2 separate regions of the Mus musculus genome follow, and region 1 is linked to region 2. The links are chromatin contacts, called in public promoter capture Hi-C maps. All regions are on one chromosome and are shown on one strand. The core of a region is the stretch at or near the end of the contact, and the rest is flanking DNA. Distances in the headings are between cores, read along the strand shown. Region 1 holds the start of 2310009B15Rik (RIKEN cDNA 2310009B15 gene). Region 2 has its middle 29 kb from the start of Atp6v1g3.

The links. Promoter capture Hi-C pulls out the DNA fragments that hold promoters and counts their contacts.
Region 1: a contact with region 2 is called in a promoter capture Hi-C map of hippocampal neurons, with 2.6 times the contacts expected there. The contact joins the promoter of 2310009B15Rik here to the enhancer-like site in region 2. A contact is called at or near these places in 7 of 39 promoter capture datasets (the 3T3-L1 cell line, the C10 cell line, cranial neural crest and 4 more), 1 of 484 Hi-C or Micro-C datasets (embryonic fibroblasts), 2 of 115 datasets of contacts at active chromatin or transcription factors (craniofacial prominence and neural tube) and 2 of 9 other capture datasets (adipose tissue and liver).

The regions. Positions count from the first base shown.
Region 1 is chr1:138,854,537-138,860,872 of GRCm38.p6, forward strand. 2310009B15Rik (RIKEN cDNA 2310009B15 gene) reads right to left here and starts at 2,318. Exons shown (of 3, transcript NM_001081226.1): 1 at 2,045-2,318. The coding sequence starts at 2,281.
Region 2 is chr1:138,241,961-138,247,475 of GRCm38.p6, forward strand. No RefSeq gene overlaps it. Among named protein-coding and RNA genes, the nearest start is that of Atp6v1g3, 29 kb to the right of the region's middle. Within about 2 kb of position 2,186, at least 52 of the 459 cell types and tissues checked have an H3K27ac peak or open chromatin away from gene starts, as enhancers often do. A contact at or near this core is called in adipose tissue and hippocampal neurons, where this site is marked.

The DNA of each region.
Region 1 (6,336 bases), core at 1,068-3,567, 610 kb after region 2:
AGAAACTCAGTGTATCACTCCTGCCTATAGACTTTCATTAAAATATGCATGAAGGCAGCAGGTCTTCTGACATGCATATCCCCCTCTCTCTCCCTTGCTCTTTCTCTCGCTGATGCTCTAACTATATGACCTTGCCTGGCCCACAGATTTGTAGATCAGGCTGGCCTCAAGCTCACAACCAACCTGTCTGCTTTAGTGTTGGGATGCAAGGCATGTACCAGTTTTGCGGCCTCTGGCAAACAGTTTCCATTTGGTCATCAAGAACTTCAGCTATCCAGCGTTATACTTAATGATGTCACTCATTATGGTTGACATTCAGGTCAACTTATATTTTAGTTCAAGTCTGGGTTCACTCTCAGGCATTGCTGCACAAATAGATCAGGGCAGTTAAGAAACTAGCAAGTCCCAATGCTGCTCTCAAATCCCAAGGCCATGTGGCACCAGATGCACCCAACACTACTTTAGAATGACCCACTGTCAGAACCTCATTTCCTTTTTTCTCTTTCTCCTCCCACAAAGCTCATGCTTGACGACCTGGAAGGCAAATAAACGAAACACTGCAAAGCCTTTATAGTCTTCGCTTAGCTTCTGGATGTTTTCTGGAGACAATTATCTGGCGATCCGGAAGCTTAGCAGGTTGCTCTACATGTGGATGGCGTACCTCTAAGTTTGCTGACTGCCTACACACAATTTCTTCTCACTAAATGAGCCTTGGATAAAGATGGCAACGAAGATGAGGCAAGTTTGCTGACGCTTTGACTGGAGAGCAAGATGTCTATGGAAAGCAAGATAGCCAGTGCAGGAATGGGAGCACGATAAGGCGCTATCTCCCTTGAGGCATGGAAAAATACTGTCATTTGGGAGCTATATATACCAAGCATGTTTTTGGGTTTGCTTCTGGTCTCCTGGACAGTCACATGACCTGTGAAACCCCACTGATGAAAAGGTTGTGGGTTCCCCGGTGCAAATACTTGCCTTCCTTTTGCTATGTTGATCGAACCAATCTATACAGGCCACTGTTGTTTGCCTTGAAAAATGATAAGACTTCTGGGTTTTACAAACCATATTTGTATGGTGACTTGTGGAAACAAACTGCATGTGTTTGTTATACTTAAAATAAGAGCACAAGCAAGAACGGTCAAAGGCTGTCAATAATTTTTCGATAAATCTTTATTCACTTGCAACACATGAAGGGGTTAGACAGTGGATTTTTGGGACATACTACTCCCAAGGCTGAGTGTCAACTTTAGGAAACGTTCAAGGTTTGCCTCTGCCTGTGTCTCAAGCCAAACCAAATAAGTGGTCTTATCAAGTACTAGCCAAACACAGAGCTTAATACACAGATTTATTACAAGTCACTCTTACATCATTATAAAACTTAAAATATAAATAATGCTATCTTCAAACTATTGTATTCTAAAGTGTCAGGAAACTGAAGGGAGATAAGGTTAGATATTGGTGGTGACAAGCAATTGTCAAATCCATAAACCAGAAGAAAAGGTGATTTAAGAATGCCTAAGGAAAAATGCAAACTTGCCTGATTATAATTTCTTTCGCTCACTTGGACTGGAGGCAAAGGATGAGAGGACACGGGGCAAAAATGTAAAGCGTCTGTCTTATGTTTGCATTACTAAAGTCACTGGATGGCAGGCTGCTCGAGTTATCACGCACAGGCAACATGTCTGTACTACATACGTTCCCTGTAAGAGCTCAGTCCTACCCTCAGTTCCTCAGCACCCATTTCCCCCACACAACACACTCACACGCTGGAGGGCGCGCACACACACAAACCGAGACAAGCCTTTAGCTGGGACGCAGATCAAAAACCGAGCCTCGCGAGCCTCCCATCTCAGGGCAGACACCTCTCTGTCCGGAACGCAAAAGTGCGACCGGGTTTCTCGCAGGACCCTCTGAGCGGACGCCCCAGGCCGACCCGCCCCAGGCCGGAGGTCCAACACCTCCCGGCCGGGCCGCCTCGGGGTCGGGTGGCCGGGCGCGCGCAGGCGCAGAGGCCGCGCGCGGGGCAGGCTGGAGCGGGCCTCACCGCGCAGGCGGCCCGGTGCAGCTCGACGATGTGCCTCTCCGCTGCAGTTAACTCTCGGCTCGCTGGATGCCTTGGTTCTCCTTCGGGCGTTCCCCACGAGTCGGCCGCGGAGCCGCCGCGGGCTCCTTCGGAAGTCGAACCGAGGGTTGAGTTGAGCTGCTGTCGGAAACCTTCGGCCCGAGGCGGTGGCCTCCCAAGCGATACCCTCGCCAGCGTCCAGATCCCCTGGGCGGCCATGGCGCCGGCGCGGTGGGAGGCGGGGCCGGAGGTGGGGCGTGGGCAGGGGAGGCGGGGTCGGTCTAGGGGCGGGGCGAAGAGGGGAGGCGGAGCACTGTTCAGTGTAGACTGGGCTGCCTCTCAGTCTTCAGCTCCCTCCATCTGGGTCCTCTGCAAAGAAAATTATGCATATGAAGACTGGAAGAAGGTGCCTTCTTTACTCTTAAAGTCGCTACTATTTTTTTCTCAGATAAAGGACGAGCATTTTCATTTCCTATCAAGCTAGATCGTATTCTGCATAATCATACTTGTTTAAAAAAATAATAAGAAGGAAAGCACCTTCAGCCCATATAGAAAAGGCTGCGTATTTGCTGGTCATGTGTGACAGGAATGAAGCTGGAATCACAAGCTTGGTGATATGGTTCATTGGCTCACTCTAGAATGAAAATCAAGGAAAAGTCTCACACAAAGAGTGTAGTGAAGTTTTCACAAAACCAAACCTAAAATCCTGTCTGAGAAAGTGACACCCATACTCCTACAAAATTTAGGGAAATTAGCACGATCCCAAGAAACAATTTTATGTGTTCATTAAATTAACAGCACCCCCAGCCTTGGATGCCATAGCCTGAATTTCAAGAGTAGGCAGTGTTATTGAGTAGTTAGTGCTCTTTGGTGTAAAGAGCTATTGGCAGGAGTGAATCCTTAGCAAGAGTGGGTTAGTTGGACAGGAGAAAGTTGTCAAAGCCACCAAAGACAATTCAATTCCTTTTTACACTGATTTACCCTGCAACTCCGAAACCACAATTTGATGGTTTTGGGTTGTTGTTTTTTTTTTTTTTTTAAAGATTTATTTATTATTTTATGTAAGTACACTGTAGCTGTCTTCAGACACACCAGAAGAGGGAGTCAGATCTTGTTACGGATGGTTGTGAGCCACCATGTGGTTGCTGGGATTTGAACTCTGGACCTTCGGAAGAGCAGTCGGGTGCTCTTACCCACTGAGCCATCTCACCAGCCCTGTTTTTTTTTTTTTTAAGATTTATGTATTTATTTATTTTATGTATGTGAGTACACTGTTGTTCTCTTCAGACACACCACAAGAGGGCACTGGGTTCCATTTTAGATGGTTGTGAGCCACCACGTGGTTGCTGGGAATTGAACTCAGCACCTCTAGAAGTGCTCTTAACCACTAAGCCATCTGTCCAGCCCCCGATTTGATGTCCTTAATCACAGATGGAAACAACTCTATTGGTATATTGTAAAACTCAGTGAATTAATAAATTTGAATCCTGTGTTTAAATGTTCCTTTACATTGGAGTAGTATATTTGCCATTTGAAGACTACCTGATGTTCTGAGGGACTTTAAGGAAATCTGGAAAGATGGGACCAAAGTTAAATTCACCCAACATGATTATCATTAAACTTGAGAATTTAAGCATAGGTCATGTTCCTGTTCGCCCCCAACCAACACCACAAAATTAGATTTATGGGCTTCAGAGGTGGAGACATGAGGATTATGTTTGTGGCCAGCCTGAGCTACCTACTGAGTTCCAGCTATAGCCCAGTCTAAGAAAAAGAATCATCCTGGTTAGTCTATGCCTCTGGGCACACAGGCTGATCTTTGTATTAGTCACATGATACCACTGCTTGCATTCTTACAGATGCACCTTTAAAATGTAATCAAAGTTGAAATGAGATGAGAGAATAACTCACTACTAACAACACAAAGCATTCTAAATATCTATTTTCAGGTTTAATCTGATCATCAGCATCCAGTTTTCTTTCCCGTGTCTCTTGCTTTGAAAGGCCCCCATTGGCCTTGAATTTTAGCTCATCTTTGTGTGCATTCTTTCTTTTTCGGAGACTCCTCCATTCACATTAGCCAAAGCTGTATGAAAGTGAGAGCACCAAGTCCAAGCTCAGAAGGTAGATGTAGAGCTTGAATGAGAACAATCACTGTAGACTCATTGTTTAAACACTTGATCCACAGTTGGTGGAACTATTTGGGAAGGATTAGGAGATGTTGGAGGAAGTGTGCCCCTAAAGGTGGGCTTTCAGGTTCAGGAAGCACACACCATTCCCATTTAGCTCTCTCTTTGTCTCTGCCCCTATGCTTATGAATTAGATGTAAATTAGATGCTCCAGCATCATGCCTGCCTGCCTGCCTCCTGCCTTACTCTGCACCATAATGTTTATAGATGATAACACTCTAAAATTGTGAGCTGCCACAGACCCTCTGGATCCCTTTGTCTGCATGGAATGGGTCTCTGGGGCAAGTGGGCAAAGCATCGGAGGGAATGACAGACAGATGTACACAGGAGAGGTTGTGTAGAATCTGAATGTAATGTGTCAAATTGAGCATCAAACTTTTTATACAGAAGAAAATAGGGAAGTTGGGTGACACACCAGCAAGGTACAAATAGGTTACTGGATTCTTACACAAAACAGAGGAATACAAACACAGAAGGTCTAACAGGGATAGAATTCATTGTTAACAACTGGGATCAAAAAAAGCTCCACCTAAAGTTCACTTAATCTTAGAAGCCAGGGTCAAGGGCTTCGTGCCCTTGCCATAGTTCCTATTTTAGTCTATTGTATAGTCCACCTTCCCCCTAGGCCATTGTAAATACGTGTGAATGGGTGTAACTCAGCTATCTATAGTTCTAAGTATCTACTCTGGTTCTTCCTTAGGTCTCAAACTTCCTTCTTCCTAGATGATGGTAAATTCCTGTGTAGGGCAGTGACTTAGCTTTGTTCAAAGTGATAGTGTAATACCAGAGGCAATTCTGAATGTCACTGAATAGCAACATTCTTACTGAATTCCAAGCCCATGGTCAGCTCAAGGACTTTCTAGGACGTTGGAACACTGGTGAAGACTAAGCTATGTCAGAATTCAATCTTAAAAGGCACTTATAATAAGATAATACTAAAAAAGAGCACGTGGATCCATACACCAGACTAACGCGGGAATGGAATATTAATGTATGGGTTAGAAAGAAGACCAGACTCCAGGAGGTGAGTTTCCCTGAAACTCTCCACCTCGTGAATGGCTTCCAGGCCTCTCGGCCTGTCAAGCTGACTCTACGGGAGTGCGTGGCAGTGAGCCACAAAATTAAACACATTCATTAGTAAGTTGCCTTGGTCATGGTGTATTGTCATGGTTCTAGAAAAGTAAGTGAAGTTTTCATTTTATTATGAAGCTATTATAGTTGGATTTTCAAGTAATATGATATTGGGCAGGTTTTCTAACTCTTCTCCAAAATTTGGGTGTATATATTGGCTTAAACATGTTTATAATATTTAATGGTGGGTTCTGTGGATTTGCATTCCCCCTAGAATTCATAGGTATGTTAGGACTCTGGGTTGTAAGATTACCCACACATATATACATGTGCCCAAACACACACACACAAGCATACATATAAATACATACATACATCATACAATTTAGTCTGCTTAGAATAAAAGAACTCTGTTTATTTAATCATGAAGGATAAGTGAGATTAGCATTTGATGAGTTGACCAGAGCATGACTCTCTCCAGTTTTTCTGTCAGTGTGAATTCACTTGCTCCATATGCCCTTTTCTTATTGATGGAAAATGGTTGCAAACAAATTGTAAAGTGTCATAGATTATCAGACCTTGCAATGAAACTCCAGCTCAGGAGACGCTCCTTGCCTCCTAGAAGTTTTAGCAGTCATCAGCAGTACAAGAAAGAAATGTTTTCCATAAGGTTTCCATAAGGTTTTCCAAGTATTTTTTACTATGAGTTGTCCCTCGCCGAAGTCCCTCCTTTACCTTTCTCTCCCATCGCTATGACTATTTTATAGGAAACAGCTGTAATAGAATCACCAAATAATAGGGAAGACAGTGACCCAACTAAATACCATATGCCAGAAACCTCCAGCGCCAAGCATGGGTTGCACCTTGTTGGATAGTTCTCACAGGGGGTACCACAAATCCCCCAAGCCATGCAGGCTATTTTTTTAATTAGGTATTTTCCTCATTTACATTTCCAATGCTATCCCAAAAGTCCCCCATACCCTCCCCCACCCCCACTCCCCTACCCACCCACTC
Region 2 (5,515 bases), core at 936-3,435:
AAGAACCTCTGGTGGAATCACCATGCCTGACCTAAAGCTTTACTACAGAGCAATTGTGATAAAAACTGCATGGTACTGGTATAGAGACAGACAAGTGGACCAATGGAATAGAATTGAAGACCCAGAAATGAACCCACACACCTATGGTCACTTGATCTTCGACAAGGGAGCCAAAACCATCCAGTGGAAGAAAGACAGCATTTTCAACAATTGGTGCTGGCACAACTGGTTGTTATCATGTAGAAGAATGCGAATCGATCCATACTTATCTCCTTGTACTAAGGTCAAATCTAAGTGGATCAAGGAACTTCACATAAAACCAGAGACACTGAAACTTATAGAGGAGAAAGTGGGGAAAAGCCTTGAAGATATGGGCACAGGGGAAAAATTCCTGAACAGAACAGCAATGGCTTGTGCTGTAAGATCGAGAATTGACAAATGGGACCTAATGAAACTCCAAAGTTTCTGCAAGGCAAAAGACACTGTCTATAAGACAAAAAGACCACCAACAGACTGGGAAAGGATCTTTACCTATCCTAAATCAGATAGGGGACTAATATCCAACATATATAAAGAACTCAAGAAGGTGGACCTCAGAAAATCAAATAACCCCCTTAAAAAATGGGGCTCAGAACTGAACAAAGAATTCTCACCTGAGGAATACCGAATGGCAGAGAAGCACCTGAAAAAATGTTCAACATCCTTAATCATCAGGGAAATGCAAATCAAAACAACCCTGAGATTCCACCTCACACCAGTGAGAATGGCTAAGATCAAAAATTCAGGTGACAGCAGATGCTGGCGAGGATGTGGAGAAAGAGGAACACTCCTCCATTGTTGGTGGGATTGCAGGCTTGTACAACCACTCTGGAAATCAGTCTGGCGGTTCCTCAGAAAATTGGACATAGTACTACCGGAGGATCCAGCAATACCTCTCCTGGGCATATATCCAGAAGAAGCCCCAACTGGTAAGAAGGACACGTGCTCCACTATGTTCATAGCAGCCTTATTTATAATAGCCAGAAACTGGAAAGAACCCAGATGCCCCTCAACAGAGGAATGGATACAGAAAATGTGGTACATCTACACAATGGAGTACTACTCAGCTATTAAAAAGAATGAATTTATGAAATTCCTAGCCAAATGGATGGACCTGGAGAGCATCATCCTGAGTGAGGTAACACAATCACAAAGGAACTCACACAATATGTACTCACTGATAAGTGGATACTAGCCCAAAACCTAGGATACCCACGATATAAGATACAATTTCCTAAACACATGAAACTCAAGAAAAATGAAGACTGAAGTGTGGACACTATGCCCCTCCTTAGAAGTGGGAACAAAACACCCATGGAAGGAGTTACAGAAACAAAGTATGGAGCTGAGATGAAAGGATGGACCATGTAGAGACTGCCATATCCAGGGATCCACCCCATAATCAGCTTCCAAATGCTGACACCATTGCATACACTAGCAAGATTTTACTGAAAGGACCCAGATGTAGCTGTCTCTTGTGAGACTATGCCGGGGCCTAGCAAACACAGAAGTGGATGCTCACAGTCAGCTAATGGATGGATCACAGGGCTCCCAATGGAGGAGCTAGAGAAAGTACCCAAGGAGCTAAAGGGATCTTCAACCCTATAGGTGGAACAACATTATGAACTAACCAGTACCCCTGAGCTCTTGACTCTAGCTGCATATGTATCAAAAGATGGCCTAGTCGGCCATCACTGGAAAGAGAGGCCCATTGGACACGCAGACTTTGTGTGCCCCGGTACAGGGGAACGCCAGGGCCAAAGGGGGGGAGTGGGTGGGTAGGGGAGTGGGGGTGGGTGAGTAAGGGGGTCTTTTGGTATAGCATTGGAAATGTAAATGAGCTAAATACCTAATAAAAAATGGAAAAAAAAAAAAAAAGATGTTACCTAGTTCTTTTCAAATTAGAGTAGTTTTTGTCAAAAAAAAAAACAAAACAAAACTAATTTGACAGAAGCTTGAGTTATCTGGGAAGAAGGAACCTCGACTTAAAAAAAATGCCTCCATTAGACTGGTCTAGAATTAAGTAAGTCTTTGGGGATTTTCTTGATTAGTCATTTATATGGGAGGGTTCAGCCCACTGGGAATCATGCCATCTCTGAGCAGGAGGTCCTGGACGGCATAAGAAACTTAGCTAAAGAAGCCAGGAGGAACAAGCCAGTAAGCAGCAGTCCCTCATGGCCTCTGCTTCAGTTCCTGAAACCAGGTTCCTGCCTGAGTTCCTGCTCTGACTTCCCTTCACGACAGACCATAACTGTGAGATGAAATGAGCCTTCTCTCCCTCCCGTTGCTTTTGGCCATGGTGGTCATTGCCGTATCAGAAGGCAAGCTAACACAGGCTGAAAAGTCAGAATCTCACTTCTGTAAGCTCACCTGTGTCAATCTTGTGTCTGAACGGTCTTTTCTAGGGAAGGTGGAGGAAGGGGGAGGGAGGGAGGGAGGGAGGGAGGGAGGGAGGGAGGGAGAGAGAGAGAGAGAGAGAGAGAGAGAGAGAGAGAGAGAGAGAGAGGATGCAATCACACTTCTTCCTCCCTTCCTTATCCTCACCTCTTTCATTATGGAACGTATTTAAAAGACAGAAAATCTAGTATCAGCAATATTAAAGCATACATCCTGCTTGTGTGAGAGGAAGAGACTGTGGCAGAAAGCCAGCTCACTTGGACGATTTAAAGGAAGGAAAGCAGGCTGGAGCCTGGGAAATGAAACACTTGCAGGCTGAAGAAGGCAGGTTGTGGAACGCCCCTGTGCTTTATGTCTTACTTCTGCTTCATGTTTTATTGAACGGCAGTAAATGTTCCCGAGTCTGAGTACAAATTAGATGATTTGCTTTTTACAGGCTCAGGAATTATCTCTTTTGACTAGCGAGCGGGGGGGGGGGGGGGGGTATTATCAAAACAAGTAAATACAACAGTGTCAGAGGATCTCAGTTGCTTTCAAAGCTCTCACGAAATAAAACCTAGCCTTCCTCTCTATTATGGCCCCCAAAGAGATCTGTCATACCTCAAATTTAATAGAGGACCATGCCAGTAATTACAAAGCATGCTAGTAGAAAGAGCTAAATATCCAGTAACAATTTGCAAAGCCCTATTTTGAACCATAACAACACATATGATAATAATCATTAATGAAACTCTTATTCCATAGTAACTCGATACTCTGGTCTCAAATCGGAGTATTTATCACAAGCTAATTGTTCCTTAAATAGAACCCACACACTGGACAGCTGTTATCTATCTTCTGATTCTCTGGGCTAAACCAACAGATTTACTGTTAGAATGAGCCAAGGCCAAATTTTTTCATACAGATAAAATAGCACATGTATTATGTGTTCACCCGGACGTGTCATTGTCATATGGGTGTAACTAGATAAGCTTGATTAGACCCTGAGGTTTAAAAGACCTCAATAGTATGAGACTCTGAAATTCTGCACTCAATCACAAATGAGCCATTAAAGACTAGCTTTATACAATAAAATAAATAAAAAATGAAATCACCAAATCTGTTGGCTGACTTTTGCCAGGGTACGGAGGACTGAACTGCACCAGCCAGTTATAATCAGGACTGTAAACTGCCTGCTGTTGAATTGTTTTTTCCTCTGGTAAGCAAACAAAGATACATTGAACCTGGGCATGTAACCGCATTAGCTCCTGATTCATTCTGCAGACTTTATGGAGCCGAATTGCATGTTGCCAATCAATATGGAGCCACACAGTTGCTTTTAAAATGGCTTGCCATGGAGTTGGCTGGCAGCCATGCAGCAGGGTGGTATGAGGGAGCTGATATGGAGGAAGCCAGAAAATGGTTTTTCCTTTCTGGAGTCTGTGCATTTGTAGGTTTTCCTATGCAATCGGTATGTTTATTTGCTTTTTTTTTTAAAAGCTATAAATTTGGAGCCCTTAAGATCAGGATGCCTAGAATACCATTTTATTCTACAAGGCAATCCCAATAAATTTTTTCCTGAGGTCCTCACATTCCCTATGTGTACATCATAAGCTTGAAAGAGCTATGGCCCCTGTTGTGACTCTATAGATTTTGAATGTTGGGTTCATGGACTTGAATTTTTTAACTGTATTCTATTTATTTTGAATTCACTGCACTTTGGTGACCTCCCAGTTTGTACAACAAAGATAGCTAAGAAGAACCAAGTGCTGGGTATGAAAATATAAAATAATGAAGATAAACCACTGGAGATGATAATGAAAAAGACCCCGTTTGTAGCCTCTGAGAGAGCCTTCTGAGTTCACCTTGTCTTCTACCTGCTCTCCGCATCCTCACAAGGATATTCACTCTTTTACCATGAAGTTTTCAATAAGTTAGTTCTACTGTGTTACACAGATACTTTTAGTGATGGGAAAGTACATTTATCCACAAGGCCATCCTGAGGAGCAGTAGGAAGTAGAATGTTTACATATGATAATTGTATTGGAGATAAGTTCATAAAACAGAAAGCCGTGTCCTGAGAACTCTATCTCCTATAAATAAGCTGCTATAAATAATACATTTCCTGTCTGGCTCTTGCTGTATGAAATGGAAACCCCTCCATAGTGCAATCTAGTATGCATCGATAGTTCCTACTGCATTTATCCCTTTGTTATGACCCAGTCGGCTGCAAGGTTGGGCAGGTGTATCTAGGAGTCAAGTAACATGAAATTCCATCTGCCTCCCTTCGCTTTTCTCTTTCCAGGCATGCAAGCACTTATTATTTCCCCCTCTGGGGAACACTATGTTTCCCAAGCATTTTCCATAAATTTCATAGGCTTACACAGGAGGTCCATTAGTTGCCAAGGAGGGAAAGTATCAGTTGTATCAGGAGAAGGTTCTTCCCCTCTAAGTTGTAAAATGTCTTTAACGCATATCAAGACACCATGCGTCTCACAGTACCTATGGAGTTGCAGGGCTGATTAGTATGCGTGCAATGGAAATAGACCATGCTTACTGAAGCCTGAGATTCTCACAGCACTCATTGATATGCAACACCACCATTGTCATATCCTTCCTACTGGAAATGGCTGAATGCCCCCAGGGGTTCATACTTCTATAGACTGTGTGCAATGGCAGCATCCCACACTCTGCAGGGAGGTGATGTCTATATGAACAACACAGAGAGAGGGAGAGGGGGAGAGGAGGGGAGGGGGAGGGGGAGGGAAGGAAGGGGGAGGGGAGGGGGAGAGGGATGATAGTAATGTAAATAAGATTCCTTTGTATTGAAGACTTACTATGTACAAGGCTGTCTTATGTTTGATTTATTTTTTCATATAAATATTTCTGTTGGTCCTAAACAATGCACTGAGGCCAATGAGATACTTGTATTGAGTCTAGTGAAGACCTGTGAGGAAATAGAACTCAAGGATCAGCACAAGACACCCCAAGAACAATTCCAGGGCCAATGGAACACTGGGAATACAGAGCTAGGGATATTGGGATAGAGGAACAACATTCTGAGGGGTTAGCACAGTAATATATTGTTTTCCTCTAGGAG